Regions from separate parts of the Hordeum vulgare genome. Here region 2 is linked to region 1. The links are chromatin contacts, called in public Hi-C maps. All regions are on one chromosome and are shown on one strand. The core of a region is the stretch at or near the end of the contact, and the rest is flanking DNA. Distances in the headings are between cores, read along the strand shown.

Region 1 (6,815 bases), core at 2,695-5,194:
ATTAACACAAGTAGAGAGTTAGGGTTAGGAATAACCAAAACTCCAAGAGAGACAAGGATGTATCCCGATGTTCACTTCCTTGGAGGGAAGCTACATCACCGTTAGAGGGGCGGATGTTACCACGAAGGCACACCAACACCACGAAGGCTCACCCTATTCTCCCTTTGAGATAACTCCACGAAGGCGTTTCTCAACCACTAGTGGTAAGCCTTGAGGTGGCTTCCAAACCTTCACAAACTTTCCGAGGGAAATCACAATGGATTGATTCCTCTCCGAAGACTCCTACCGCCTAGGAGTCTCCAACCTCCAAGAGTAACAAGATCACGGGGATTGCTCAAAACTTGCTCAAATCACAAATCACTTTGGTGGGAAGGAGGAGAAGGAGACGATCTATCTTTTGATTGGAACAACACTCAAAGGGACTCACAAATGCTCTTGGGATCTAAGATTTGGTGTAGACAAGAGTGAGTGAGAAGAAAGGTGTTCTTGGATGTGTTCTAGCTGTGTTGGACACCCTCTCACGAAGTGGGAGAGGGGTATATATAGTGGGGAGTGTAAAACAGCCGTTGGGGACACATTAAGTCACACAGGGTCCGGACGTCCGGCAGTTTCCGGAAGTCCGGGCGTCCGCAAGGGGTCGGACGTCCGACAGGGGTCGGTCGTCCGAGGGCTGTAGATATGACTGGAAACACTGTGAATTGAATAGGGACCGGACGTCCCGAGAAGACCGGAAATCCGAGTTATTCGACTGAACTTCTTCTGGTCGGAGGTTCCGGATTTCTGAAAGGGGACGGACGTCCGTCCCTCGGACGTCCGGAGGGAGCGGGAAATCCGAGTTATAGAGCTCATGTTCTTCTGGTGCAGGGCTCCGGATTTCCGAAGCTGGTCAGACGTCGGCCCTCGGATGTCCGGAGGGAGCCGGAAATCCGAGTTATATGACTCAAATACTTCTGGTGGAGGGCTCCGGATTTCCGAATTCTGCCGGTCGTCCGGCCCCCGGACGTCCGGAGGGAGCCGGAAGTCCGAGGCAATAGACCTGTTTTGAGATAGGAGCAGAGTAGAGAATATGTGGTATTGGGTAGGATAGTGAAGATGTGGTATGAGCAAGTTCATCGCAAAACCTGTGATCCCGTCTTAATAGTGCGGGATCCCTATACTTAATAATAGTAAACTCAAAAGGATAGTCTACATCATATTTTCTCAATCCCGAGCCTTCTTGAAATATAAATCCCGATCTTCTCAGACCACCTTTGGCACATAATTCTCAATCTACTAAAGTACTTGTCATCCTGAGATACACTCAACAAATAGGATTAGTTTCCTATGTATGTGTTGTCATTAACACCAAAAGTCGATTAGGGGCATAGCATGCACTTTCAATGGTGACATAGGAATAAAAGGCAGTTAGTGTGGCAAGAGCGTCGGACTTGTGACAAAGAGGCAAAGTCCACACGTAATGAGAGTAATCATCTAAAATCACCAAATAGTATAGATAGCCTGTATTACTCGCAACACAATATGTCCAAACATCACTATGAAGTAACTAAAACGGAAAGGTAGATATAGTTGTTGACGCACTAAAGGGAATAAGAACATGCTTTCCCAGACGACAAGCCTCACACAAGTGATCCTCAAGTCTATTACATGAAAAAGAAAAACTCCGAAGGATTTGACGAAGGGTGGTGGGGTTGGGGTTGCCCAAACGAGCATGCCAGAGGTCGACGTCCGCGGCAAGAGCAATGGGAGTGGAGGTGGAAGCGCCGGCGTGCACGGGATAGAGTTCCTCGGGACTGTCACAGCGGTGCAGGACCATCCTGGTACGGGCGTCCTTCACAGAGAAACCAACGACATCAAATTCAACGGTAAGATGGTTCTCACGAGCGAGACAACGAATAGAAACTAAGTTAGATGCTAACTCATGAGAAACAAGAACGTTATACATATTGATAGGTGTGGAGTTGGATGGAAAAGTAGTACTACCAATATGAGTGATAGGTAAGGAGGAACCATTGCCTACGGTGATACGAGTGGAAGTGTTGATAGGAGTGGAAGAGAGGAGGTTACCGGGATGAGCTGTCATGTGCGTTGTGCCACCCGAGTCCATCTACCAGTCGCCTCCACCGCTATAACTATTCGGCGACGGGGCCGAGTGCAAGGCAGCGGGGATGGAGGGATCCCATGGCGGCGGAACCTGTGGCTATGGAGTGACGTCATAGGGCTGCACCAGAGCTAACGGGGCGGCGTTGCCGGTGCCGACCGGCTGGGTGGTCGCGCTGAAGAAGGCCTGGTGTGCTGCCGGGTGTGGCCCGAGGAGGCCCGCATGAGGGAGCCCTTGGGACGAGCATGTGGTAAGCATGCACCATGCCCGTCCAAGGGTTGGTGCCTGCGGTCCATGGAGGAGATGACTGCAGGTGGCGCGGCGCACCCGCGGTCCCCTGTTGTTGTGGCTGCTGCTCGTGGCGGCCGCCTCCACAATGCCGGTTGCGCCCCCCTTGCCGCTGCTGTTGGGGCGGCACGGGAGCGGCGGGAGGCAGCGGGTAAAACCCCGATGGAGGCAGGGGCCGCGGGGAGGGGGCGGGCGCCGGAGGATTGGGCCCGTCGCGGGTTGTGACGGCGGCGAGGGCGGTGTGTTGCACCCGATGTTTCACCTTCTTCATCCGGCGCACTTCAAGCTTCAAGTATGCGACGGCAACCTGAAAGGTGGGCTCCGTCATCAACTTGAGATTGGAAGCGGCGTTGCCGAAATTCTCATTGAGGCCGACGGTGAGAGTGCTAAGCATGAGCTCGTCGAAGATTTTGGTGCCGATGTCGTGAAGCTCGTCGCCGAGCATCTTGAGCCGCATGCAATAGTCATCGATGGTGGAGTCATCTAGGTGGCATCCGAAGAACTCGTGTTGCAAGAAAACAAGGCGTTGAAGCTTATTGTCGGTGAAGAGCGCGTTGATCTTGGTCCACACGCTGCAAGCATCGTCGTCGTCGGTGACAACCGTGTGGAAGATGTCCTTCGAGATGGTTTGGTAGAACCACCGGATTAGAGTGGCCTCGATGGCGGACCACTCCGGGTGGCCCTTCATGTACTCAGCGTCGATGGAGCCATCAATGTGTTCGGTGAGGTAGTACCCGCGGAATACGAGGTTGAAGTAGGTCTTCCACGCGCAGTACAAGGAGGTGGAGGAGTCGTGGTGGATGGGAACACGGGCATCGATGTTGAGGTCGCGGATGGCTTCAGCGGAGGGCACATGGCCGGCGAAAGGTTGGTGCTGGAGGAGGCCGGCGAGCTCATGAGGCCGACTGCGGGGGAGAGATGGCGAGTGGCGGCGGGAGATCGCGGCGGCAATGGCTGCGGGTTGGAGAGGTGTAGAGGAAGCGATGGAAGACATGCGGCGATAGCGGCGGTTGGGAGGGAGGACGCGGCGACAACGTGGGGTGGTGGTGAGCAGGAGCGGCTGCGGCGGCGGCTTTAGGGTCAGGGTAGGAATGTTAGGCATGATACCATGTAGAGAGATGTTTGGCAATGCAACTCGCAATGTATTGATTGGATGTATGTGCACATATATAGAGTATAATATGTGTCTCAACCTCAACTATACAAAAGCTGGGAGATGGACCAAGCTATACACGTATACATGCAAACTATATGTTCAACGGGACTTACTAATATCGTTTTGATAACATTGATTAAACATATCAATTTTGACTTAAGTCAAAAGATTATACTCCATGTACTGTGTGAAGGAGGGAGTGTACGTCGCAACAACAATAATTAAAACGTTCGCTTCAGTGGTAAAGGTGGCACGAAGAAAGATCTAAACTTTAATCCAAGATTCCGTTTTGCTGGATCTATCAGTGCAGCAGGAAAACTTTGGATCTGTTCTCGACTACCTTGTCAAGCAAGTGGTATATGCGTCCATGAGTGACAATGTTTCTTCTGCTACAGATCCAGGGACAAACAAATGTGTCAATTCCTGAGGACAGCAGCTACGACCTAGCTAGTTCCTACAACGGCGACATGCGTTGACATGGCGATTCTCAGAACCCATCCATTTTTCTCGTGGATTATCTCCTCCAATGACCACTAGTCGGCTGCCGGTGTTGGTCATTCATATTGCAGAGGTCTGAGAGTAATAAAACTCTTTTATACTATAACCAATATTCATATATTTACGCATGCCTCGTGATAGTATTTATTGTATCTCTAGTCGTGTAGGATACAAATAGTCATTAGTATTTGTTAGCAAAGTTTTCTCATATACGGAGCATATCATAAATAGCCATGTAAGAGCATCTCCAACAGCCGCGCTTCGCGCCGCATCTAAAAAATGTATTTACAGCGCGCGCCGGCTGGTTTAGCGCAGGGATAGGCGCTGGCTCCAACAGTCGTGCTATAATGCAGCGCGCGCGCGTCGCTCCAGCAGTATCCAAAAATGCAGCGCACACAACATTTTTTAAAGTAGATTCCAATAAATAAAAACGATATAAAGTTATTTTACATATATTGCAACTAGATAGGTAGTTCGAAAACATAGATAGATAGTTCGGTGCTAGATAGTTCGAAAACAAAAAAACTCCTAGTCGCTCCAGTCATCTCCACCATCATCATCGTCGTTGGTGTCGTCAGAGGTTGACAGCCAGATGTCAAACCAACGCTTATCTTCTTTAGTGAAGAAGGACATCTCGCCGGCATTGACGAGGTCGGCCTGCGCACACGCCAATGCCTTCCGACGACGCCTGTCCAACCGCTCCTCGCGGCGCCGGCGCGTGTCCTCCTCGCGGCGCCGTTCCCAATATTCCTACTGGTAGGCAACGTCCTCCGGGTGGCGCCGGCGCCACTCCGCCATGACCCGCTCGTCCTCCTGGGCGACGAGGAGGCGGCGCTGCAGCGCAGTGTTCTCCGCACGATCTTGTGCGGAGTTAAGACGAGGCGGCGGGGCGAGGTCTAACGCCTGCTGGAGCGTGTGGACGTCCGGGAAATTCATTTGGAGGCGCGGCCTGCCTAGGCGCCACGCCGCAGCGTCGAACGCGCGGGCGGCCTCGTGCGCCGTGTCGTAGGTCCCGAGGCTCAGCCGGAGATCGCCGGAGCGTATCTCGGCGTAGAACCCGTTGTTGGGGCGCTGGCGGACGCCGCGGTAGCCCGACGCAGAACGGCGGCGCGGCGCGACGGCGGCGCGAGAGGCAGAGAGAGCGCGCTGGGGCGGCGGCGCGAGAGGCAGAGGGAGAGAGAACGCGCGCGGCGATGGCGTGAGGAAGCGGCAGCGCGCTGCCTTTTATGGGCGCGCGGAACGCGGCGCCGTAAAAATGGCGCGCGAGCTGCTGCCTTTTCGCGCGCGCTAGCGGTTCCCGCGCGCGCGGTTTTCCCGCCGCCACTGGAGCGCGCCAATCTGTCCCGCGCGCGGTAAAATGCCGGTTTAGCGCGCGCGCCTTTTTGCGCCGCTATTGGAGATGCTTTAATTTTGTTAGTTCCGAGTTTATGCTAACGTTGTGCGCTTTTTCCTTTTCCATTTTGTAAAACTTTGAAGATGTTTGTTACTCCCTCCGTTTCTAAATATAAGTCTTTTTAGATATTACACCAGTCTTTTTAGATATTACATCAGGAGACTACATACGAAACAAAATGAATGAATTTACACTTTAATGTATGTCTATATACATCCGTATGTAGTTTTTTGATAGAAACTCTTAAAAGACTTATATTTAGGAACGGAGGAAGTACTTTGCTTTTAATAAAGTTGGATGTAGAAGTCAAGGATAACCTTTGACTCAAAGGTTTCAGGTTATGACGTCCCAACATTTCTCTACTTCCAGTTTGAAATCAAAATTTACTAAAAAAATCCACAGTAACTTCAGACAATTTTAGATGTGGATATTATAGTTTACCGATGTAAGATGACGCAAATAGCCATGATTTTTGTATACAAAGTTTCTGGTTATTATTATTTTTTAAACACGAAAACGTCATCGGCTTCTACATCAAATGATGCACACAACCTTTTAATAATTATTTCAAAATTTATCATCCAAACACAATAAAATTACAAAAATGTTGTCACACATGGCTGCCGCAAGGCAATTAAAAAGATAAATGCCGAGAGACGAGCCTTATGCATCATGAACCTTACTTATAGGCCGCCATCTGAATCGGTTGAACAAATTTACACAGATCATCTTTCATCAGTTGCGTCCAAAAAGGCCGTGGGTGTCCAATATAGTTTCTGGTTATTTATTTTTTTGAAATGGAAAAGTTTCTGGTTATTTTTTAAAACGAAAAAGTTTCTGGTTACGACGTTTCAGCATTTCTTTATTTTTATTTATTAAAAAAGGATTTTTTCTCGTTTTGTATTACAAAGCAACCAACACCGATCACAGAGCAAATCCTGTAACGAGCATCACAACAGATAAAAAAAAAGAGAAATAAACAATGCGAACACCGGCAGCTCGACGAAGCACGGATGAACGGCAACCGATGCGCCCTTTGGAATCGATCCACCACGATCCAAGGCTCCGATCCTCCGCGTAACAAGTAGCACCTCCAACAAGGGATGCGATGACGCTGCTGCTCAGACGTGTCCTAGGGTCTTCCCCGGTACGCGGAGGGAGTGGGGGATGGAGACCGCCGACACCCTTCAGGAAGAAATGGTGGCACCCGCAGTCATCACCGCATCGGAGCCGGAAGAACCGGCAAGGGTTTCTCTCGCACTCCAAACCCCGCCGCCCAACCGGACTGGAGCCAACCAGCCGACCCGCCACCCACCAGCATGCGCCACCGCGGTCGCGACGCCACCCAATCTGCCTCACTGAGATCACCACCACGAGGCCAA
Region 2 (7,293 bases), core at 1,637-4,136, 120 kb after region 1:
GTATGGATGGCAGTGTATTAGTAGGTTGTGGTTTGTGTCATGTTACCCTATTATCGGTCGATTGGCTCAACATTCCTTTTTTTCTTTTTGTGTGTTTCGGATGTTCAATGTGATATTTTAATAAATATGATTGTGTGCACTATACAATGAACATGTGGGTGTGGGTATTTTGAACCTCCTTTACGACTGAATAAAAGGATGACGTGTGTATCGAGACCAATTGTGTGGGAAGTGAGCCTAGCTCAACTTGTTGTGGGAGTGGATGTACAAACTCAACACCTGAGTTCAAATCCTCACGGAGGTGAATTTAGGTTGCTATTTATTCTTGAGGACCACGCTTTCGTGGTACTCACTCATTTATTGAGGACTAGGATTGGTTCGTAACCGAGAATTAAAATCCTAGTACTCATACTTAAAAAGGTTGTGTGCATCCCTAGTTGGTGCAGAGGCCGGGGAATTGAAATTCTACCCCAATTTTTAGCTCACAGAACCACATCTCGCGTCTCTCGTGTCGCCCCCCATGTGGGTATCTCGGGAGATCTCATACGTCGCCTCCGCCTAGTCCTCCCAGGACGCCCACCTCCCCTCCATCATTACCGGTGGTCGGCGTCGGGCAAAGCGCGTGCGTCCGATGGTGGCGGCGGAGGGCCTCTCCTCCCTCCCTCAGATCCACGAACGGCACGGGCACCTAGATCCGCAGGGTGCGGCCCTCCCGACAGAGTGGCAAGTCCCGGTGGTGGTGGGTTTGCTGCGGTGTGCGTTGCCTAGATCCATGGGGTGTGGGTGTTCCGGCAGGGTGGCGGCTCACGATAGCGGTGACCTCAGCCGGTGGCAGGTTCGGGCGGCGGCATGGGTTGCGTGGTGGCGGATCCTGTTGCTCCGATCTTCATGGAGAATACTGGATCTGGGGCCGCGGCCCCTGTAGGCATGGAGATGGCGTCTTGGCCGCGTGGGTGGCGGATGGATGGCGTCTTGGCCGCGTGGGTGGCGGATGGATGGCGTCTTGGCCGCGTGGGTTGCAAGTTACAGGTAGATCTCCTCCATGTTGCAGGCTCTCGCCCGCTGCACTTGGTGGCTTGCGACCTCGGTCGTCGGCCTCGGTGCGTTCGCGGGAGTTGGTAGAGGTGACAGCGGACCGGAGGAAACTCTAGATGATTCGCTCATCTCGATGGTGGCGACGACCAAGGTCGATGTTATCCTTCTTGCAGGCGTTGTCGAGGTCCCTTCCCTCCACCCCGACCCCATGCCCTGGTGAAGACCCAAAATCTCTTCAGATTGGGCGGGGACGGCAATGTATGTGTCGTGTCCTTCTTGAAGGCGCCGCCTGGAGCGTTCGGGTGCTAGGTTAGAGAAACTACAGGCGGAGGGGATGGAACCAGTGTCAGCAGGTGGTGTTCGTATTGGAGGAGCGGCGTGGAATCTCGCACGTCAACAACATCTCGCGTCTCTTGTGTCGCCCCCCATGTGGGTATCTCGGGAGATCTCATACGTCGCCGCCGCCTAGTCCTTCCAGGACGCCCACATCTCCTCCATCGTTGCCGGTGGTCAGCGTCAGGCAAAGCCCGTGCCCCCGATGGTGGCAGCGGAGGGCCTCTCCTCCCTCCCTCAGGTGCACAAACGGCGCGGGCGCCCAGATCCGCGGGGTGCGGCCCTCCCGACGGCACGGCGAGTCCCGGTGGTGGTGGGTTTGCTGCGGTGTGCGTTGCCCAGATCCATGGGGTGTGGGTGTTCCGGCAGCATGGCGGCTCACGGTAGCGGTGACCTCAGGCGGTGGAAGGTTTGGGCGGAGGCATGGGCCGTGTGGTGGCGGATCTCGTTGCTCCGATCTTCGTGGAGAATACTGGATCTGGGGCGGCGGCCCCTGTAGGTATGGCGGTGGCGCCCTTGGTTGGCGACGCTCGCGGGTGACAGATGGATGGCGTCTTGGCCGCGTGGGTGGCAAGTTACAGGTGGATCTCCTCCACGTTGCAGGCTCTTGCCCGCTGCACTTGGTGTCTTGCGACCTCGGTCGTCGGCCTCAGTGCGTTCACGGGAGTTGGTAGAGATGACAGCGGACCGAAGGAAACTCTAGATGATTCGCTCATCCCGATGGTGGGGACGACCAAGGTCGATGTTATCCTTCTTGCAAGCGTTGTCGAGGTCCCTTCCCTCCATCCCGACCCCATGCCCGGGTGAAGACCCAAAATCTCATCAGATTGGGCGGCGACGGCAATGCATGTGCCGTGTCCTTCTTGAAGACGTCGCCTGGAGCGTTCGGGTGCTCGGTTAGAGAAACTACAGGCGGAGGGGATGGAACCAGTGTCAGCAGGTGGTGTTCGTATTGGAGGAGCGGCGTGGAATCTCGCACGTCAACAACGACGGATCTCGGCGGCATGGAGCAGCGGTGTCTCGACGGTGGGCGTGTGATGATAGACGAGCGCAGGATGGTGGTGTTGTCTGGCGTCGTGGTGGCGTTGATGGCAGATAGGCCTCGCAAGGTCGATGTGTCGGTACAACTCTGAAGATGGATTGATGGAGACGGTTGCGACGGCTTCTGAGAGTGTGTCGGACCGTTGTGCGCCCGAGACCCGACACTGTGGCTCGGTTGGGGTCTTTGGTTTTAGATGTTAGGCTATGATGCGAAGTTTGTTTGGTATTCGGTTCGGACTATCGACATCCCTTCATCAAGGATACGAGTAGTTACATATGTTGTCGAGATGGTGGCTTTAGATGTACTGATGTATTATTTTATAAGATCTTTGTGAATAATTAATAAAGTGGCTGCATGTATCGTCCAGATGCAGACACGGGGTCTTCCTTCTTTTCTAAAAAAATATAGACCAATTGTGTTTATCTGCAACCAAGGAAGGAAAATATCAGCTGAGCAACCAGCATTATCCATCAAGCCATGCAATCATGCACACACGGCACTGCGCCTGCTTATGTGCCGTTCTGTTCCGGGGCATGAGGTTACGCCACTTGCATATGAAGTCGATCTGCCAAAAGATTCAACAAAAGTTTGTGACAACGACTTGCGGTAAAGTGGTACCACAGCTACCACTGCTGAATATTCCGACTAGCTACGTAGCAGCTAGATGAGTTTCATCTTCCATGACCCGCACGAAACCGATTTTAAAAAGGCTGGAACTGGAGAAAAGTTAACGTGCAATTGGGCCAATAATTGTGCTAGAAAATTCGGTGAAAGCCTCTCCTGGTCCTCGCATTTAGCCAGATAGTCTTCATGTTAATAGTCTCAACAACTGCTTGGTTAGGTTCACGCCAAGGCCGAAACGGTGACATATTCAATTAGTACGTCGACGTAAGAAAACAATCCAACCATTCATGCATCCCGCGACGAACCGGACAACACAGTGATCTTTCTCTCTTTTCTAATGGTGAAATGCTTGTTAATTTCGGAAAGGGAGGGGTTAATTAAACGTAGGAACTACGGGTTTAACATCTAGTAGTCGGACTAGTATCCCTAACGCTTCTAAATCGCTTCTTTTTCAGAGCAAACAAAGTGCTGATGGTAGCTTGGAGCACGCACGGGTCATATATGCTGGAGGGTGGCACTTCGTTATCAGCAATCAGGAAAGAAATCAAGCTAAACCGACCGGTACTGCGATCCGGCTGGGTTCATCTCAAGTTCTCAACACGATATGTGGATTTCCAACCCAACCATTTTGTCAGGGCATTAATTGGGTATGCGGCCAATGGCTTAATCATGCACGCAGAGTATTCAACTCCGCTCCAGTTGGATCAACGCCGATGAAATTACGGGAAACAGCTCGACAAAGAAATCCTCCCCAAATTGCGACAACTGGATCACCAATCATCGGCAGTACTATGCACAAGGAAAACTAGTTGTCTGCTGGTTTACAAGCACATGATCAAGATATTTTGCAGCCCATTTCCCTGCCAGTAGACCCATGCATTATGCAGTTGGATCATGCGTGACAGAATGAGATTCACATGGCGCGAGAATGTGTTGGGCGATTGAGCATGGGAGAATCTGACTCGTGAGCTGGGGAGAGCAATCATCTGTGTATCCCTAGGAGGATTAGCTCGAACCTGGGCTCCTGATTAGGGAGCAGGCTCCCGGCAAACAGATGGCTACGTGCTAGCTCAATCGCTTGCCAGTCGACCCAACTAGCAAATCAATTAATCGGCTAATCACACGAGTCTAGGTGTTGGTGTTAACTGAAACTTGCATCGGATGTGATTAGGGTTCTGCGTTCTTTCACATCTGTATGAGTTTTTTTTCTGTTGCTGCCTTTAATACTGTAATGGTTTTTACATTTTTTCAGATAGTTGAATAGAACATCTCTCTCCGTCTCTGCGTACAGGGGCCGTAGTCCAGGCGATGTGACCTTGCCGACAGGTTTCAAGTATTGTCCAGACTAAATTACAATACCACACGCTAGTTTCTACATATAGATTAAATTTCCACGGGTCTGCTCTCACGCTATTTTTGATATAGTTTCAACTATTGACCAGGTTTCAATTACTAATTTTCATGTATACAAGTCCAAGGCACTCTGCTTACTTGGTCGAGTAAACTCATGTATCGCGGCTCTTCCAAGCTCGAGATCGCAAGACTGACATTTTTAAATGCGTTTCACTACACCGACTGAATCATTCATGAACTATATAATCATATATACTCAGGTAGACAGTTAAGCGTGTGCATGCTGGCATGCTGACTGGCTATCTGAACTTATAAATTTGGCAAAGCTCAAATCGGAGGAAGGAAACTATATAATGTTTTGCTCAAGTAAACTAAAAAGAAAGACAGGTAAGTAATTCTTGGGAAGAATAATTGTAGAGGATTCAACGCATAGAGCTGGGTTGCTGCTCAAGTCCGGCACACACACACACACACACACACATAATTAAGCATAGCAGACACGTCGTGGATCGGCAGGGTCAAAGCCGCGCGCAATTATTGAGCAAAAACTAATCAGAGGTAGGCTCGCTCACGAACTCTATCCGCGGCAATATTCCTCCTCGAATCCCCTCCTCTTTTGGGTATCTCCAAGGGCCGGTTAGAACAAACCCAATCAATCCCTCCCAGAACGAGCGATCGCGCTTCAGTGATTCTCCCATCGAAACGTCGATTCCATTCCGCCATTGACGATTTCCCTGCTCGATAAAGCAACCGAGAAAACGAAAGATCGGAGAGATGGTTCGTCAAGATATTAGCGCAGCACATTGACGTATCGGTCGTTGACAGTAACCGGAGGAGGCCGAGCACAAACGCGCGTGCTGTAGGTTCGGCCGGCGCATGCATGGAAAACAGCAGTGGTCATAGCTCGGTGAGCGGAGGACAATGGACGCCGAGGCGGCGGTGAAGGAAGACGACGACCCGATGTCGCTTCTTGCTGTTTGCTTTACCGCCGATCCCGGCGTGTGTGACCCGAGACGCCGAGAGTCATCGATGATCCGCTGTGGGGTCAAACAAGTTGATGTCGATCGTGTGGCTTGCAGTGTTTGAAGCTTCGAAAACACTTGCGTCTACAAACGCGAACGCCTCACGGCCAAGTGCGTACGTTGCACGAGACGTCGCGTCCGGAACTCCGGATCGACCGGCTTTCCCCGGAAGCCAAACGCCAGATCGGGAACAAATGTTTTGTTTTATTTTAATGACGGGGGGCAGATTCCCTGCCTGAATCTTCATTTCAAAAATTGACGGAGAGGTACGATCACACAGTTTAGAGCATCTCCAACAGCCGTTCAAAAACTGCTCCGCGCGTTAAAAGATCCGTTTTTTGAGCGCCGGACTGCTCCAGCAGAAACTGCAAAACACTGCGCCCGCTAAAAACTTTTGGGCGCGCGCTCAAAAACGCTATCGCGTGCAGCACATTTGGTGCGCCGGCTTTCGCGCGCAGCAAACTCTGAGCTGCTGCAGATCGGACTGCTGGATCGGACTGGATTGGGCGTCGCACTAGCGTGCGTCTGTTGGAGATGCTCCGGTCCCCGCGCTTCAAAACTGCTACAGTGACGCGCTAAAAAATTTATTGGGCGCGGATTTTTTGCGCTACCGTTAGAGATGCTCTTAGCACGAGGAACGCAATCGAACGCAATCCCCCCTTAGGCTTTGTTCGGTTCCTTCCCAATTGAAGGGGTTTGGAGGGGATCGAGAGGGATTAAATCCCCTGCAAGTCAAATTTCATCTCAATCCCCTCCAATCCCCTCCTTGCTGAGATTAACCGAACAATCCCTTAGGCCGTGTTCGATTACTTCAGATTTGAAGGAGCTTGCAGGGGATTGGGAGGGGTTATATTCCTTACAAATTAAATTTTAACTCAATCTCATTCAATCCTCTTCAATCTCCTCGTGGAAGGGATTAATCGAACAAGCCCTTAGAAACGCAATCCCCTCTGTTATATCTGCTATGATATAGCACATTTTTTTTCTTATACCCCCTCGATCCAAACTAGTTGTCGCAGATTTGGTACAAATTTAACAAATGTCCATTTATTTTACTATCAGATTGCTTTTTTCATTTTCTGTCAAGGGCATTTTTCTAATAAACGAAACTGGTATTTTGGGACTACCCATGTTTTTCCTGAAGGCAGCCGTCCAATGTGACCGGCCCAGTTAGGATACAGGCCTCCAGTGATTTTTTATTATTCATTATTTTCACATTTTACCATTCTTTTTCGTTTTCTTTTATTTTTTCTTTTGGATTTTTTCTTCTTCATTATTTTCATCACCCTGGGTGAAGAATAGTTATCCTTCACTGCCTCTATTTTTCATCAATGTACCGTAGTTTTATGCTTTTACTTATTTCATATGTAAAAAGAGATCGTAAAAAATTATATAATCATCATAAAAATATTTTATGTCACGTCAAATTATAAACATAAAAACATAGTGTTAAATACATATGAAATGTGATTTTTTCTGGTCTTATAACCTATATTTTTAATTTTTTACATCAAATTTGACATAATGGATCAATATTAATGTAACTATCGGTATTCCAAATGTAATTTATTTACGAAACGGTCGTAAAATTATCTGGGTGAAGAATAAATTATTTTGCACCTGGATGATGAATAGACTTTCTCTCTATCTCTCTCTCTCTCTCTCTTGGGAGTACGTACTCCCGCTCTTCATGTACCACATAGATGAGTCTTTTATACCTCATTATTGTTTTTAATATAATTCATTAATAATTATTAGATACCTTAAAGTGAGTTTCATGAAAAAATTCGTGTGAGTTTACATATTTTTAAAGGTTTACGTATATACTGTTTTGTTTACACGTGAAAAAGTATATTATAAAGAGTACATCGCAACTGATATTTT

The links. A called contact is a pair of places that touch in the nucleus more often than the background predicts.
Region 2: a Hi-C map of leaf shows a contact between it and region 1, with 6 times the contacts expected there. The contact joins two enhancer-like sites. A contact is called at or near these places in 2 of 6 Hi-C or Micro-C datasets (both in leaf).

The regions. Positions count from the first base shown.
Region 1 is chr1H:376,426,222-376,433,036 of MorexV3_pseudomolecules_assembly, forward strand. No RefSeq gene overlaps it. Among protein-coding and RNA genes, the nearest start is that of LOC123438459, 38 kb to the left of the region's middle. Within about 2 kb of position 3,945, at least 2 of the 3 cell types and tissues checked have open chromatin away from gene starts, as enhancers often do. A contact at or near this core is called in leaf, where this site is marked.
Region 2 is chr1H:376,551,740-376,559,032 of MorexV3_pseudomolecules_assembly, forward strand. No RefSeq gene overlaps it. Among protein-coding and RNA genes, the nearest start is that of LOC123411511, 70 kb to the right of the region's middle. Within about 2 kb of position 2,887, at least 3 of the 3 cell types and tissues checked have open chromatin away from gene starts, as enhancers often do. A contact at or near this core is called in leaf, where this site is marked.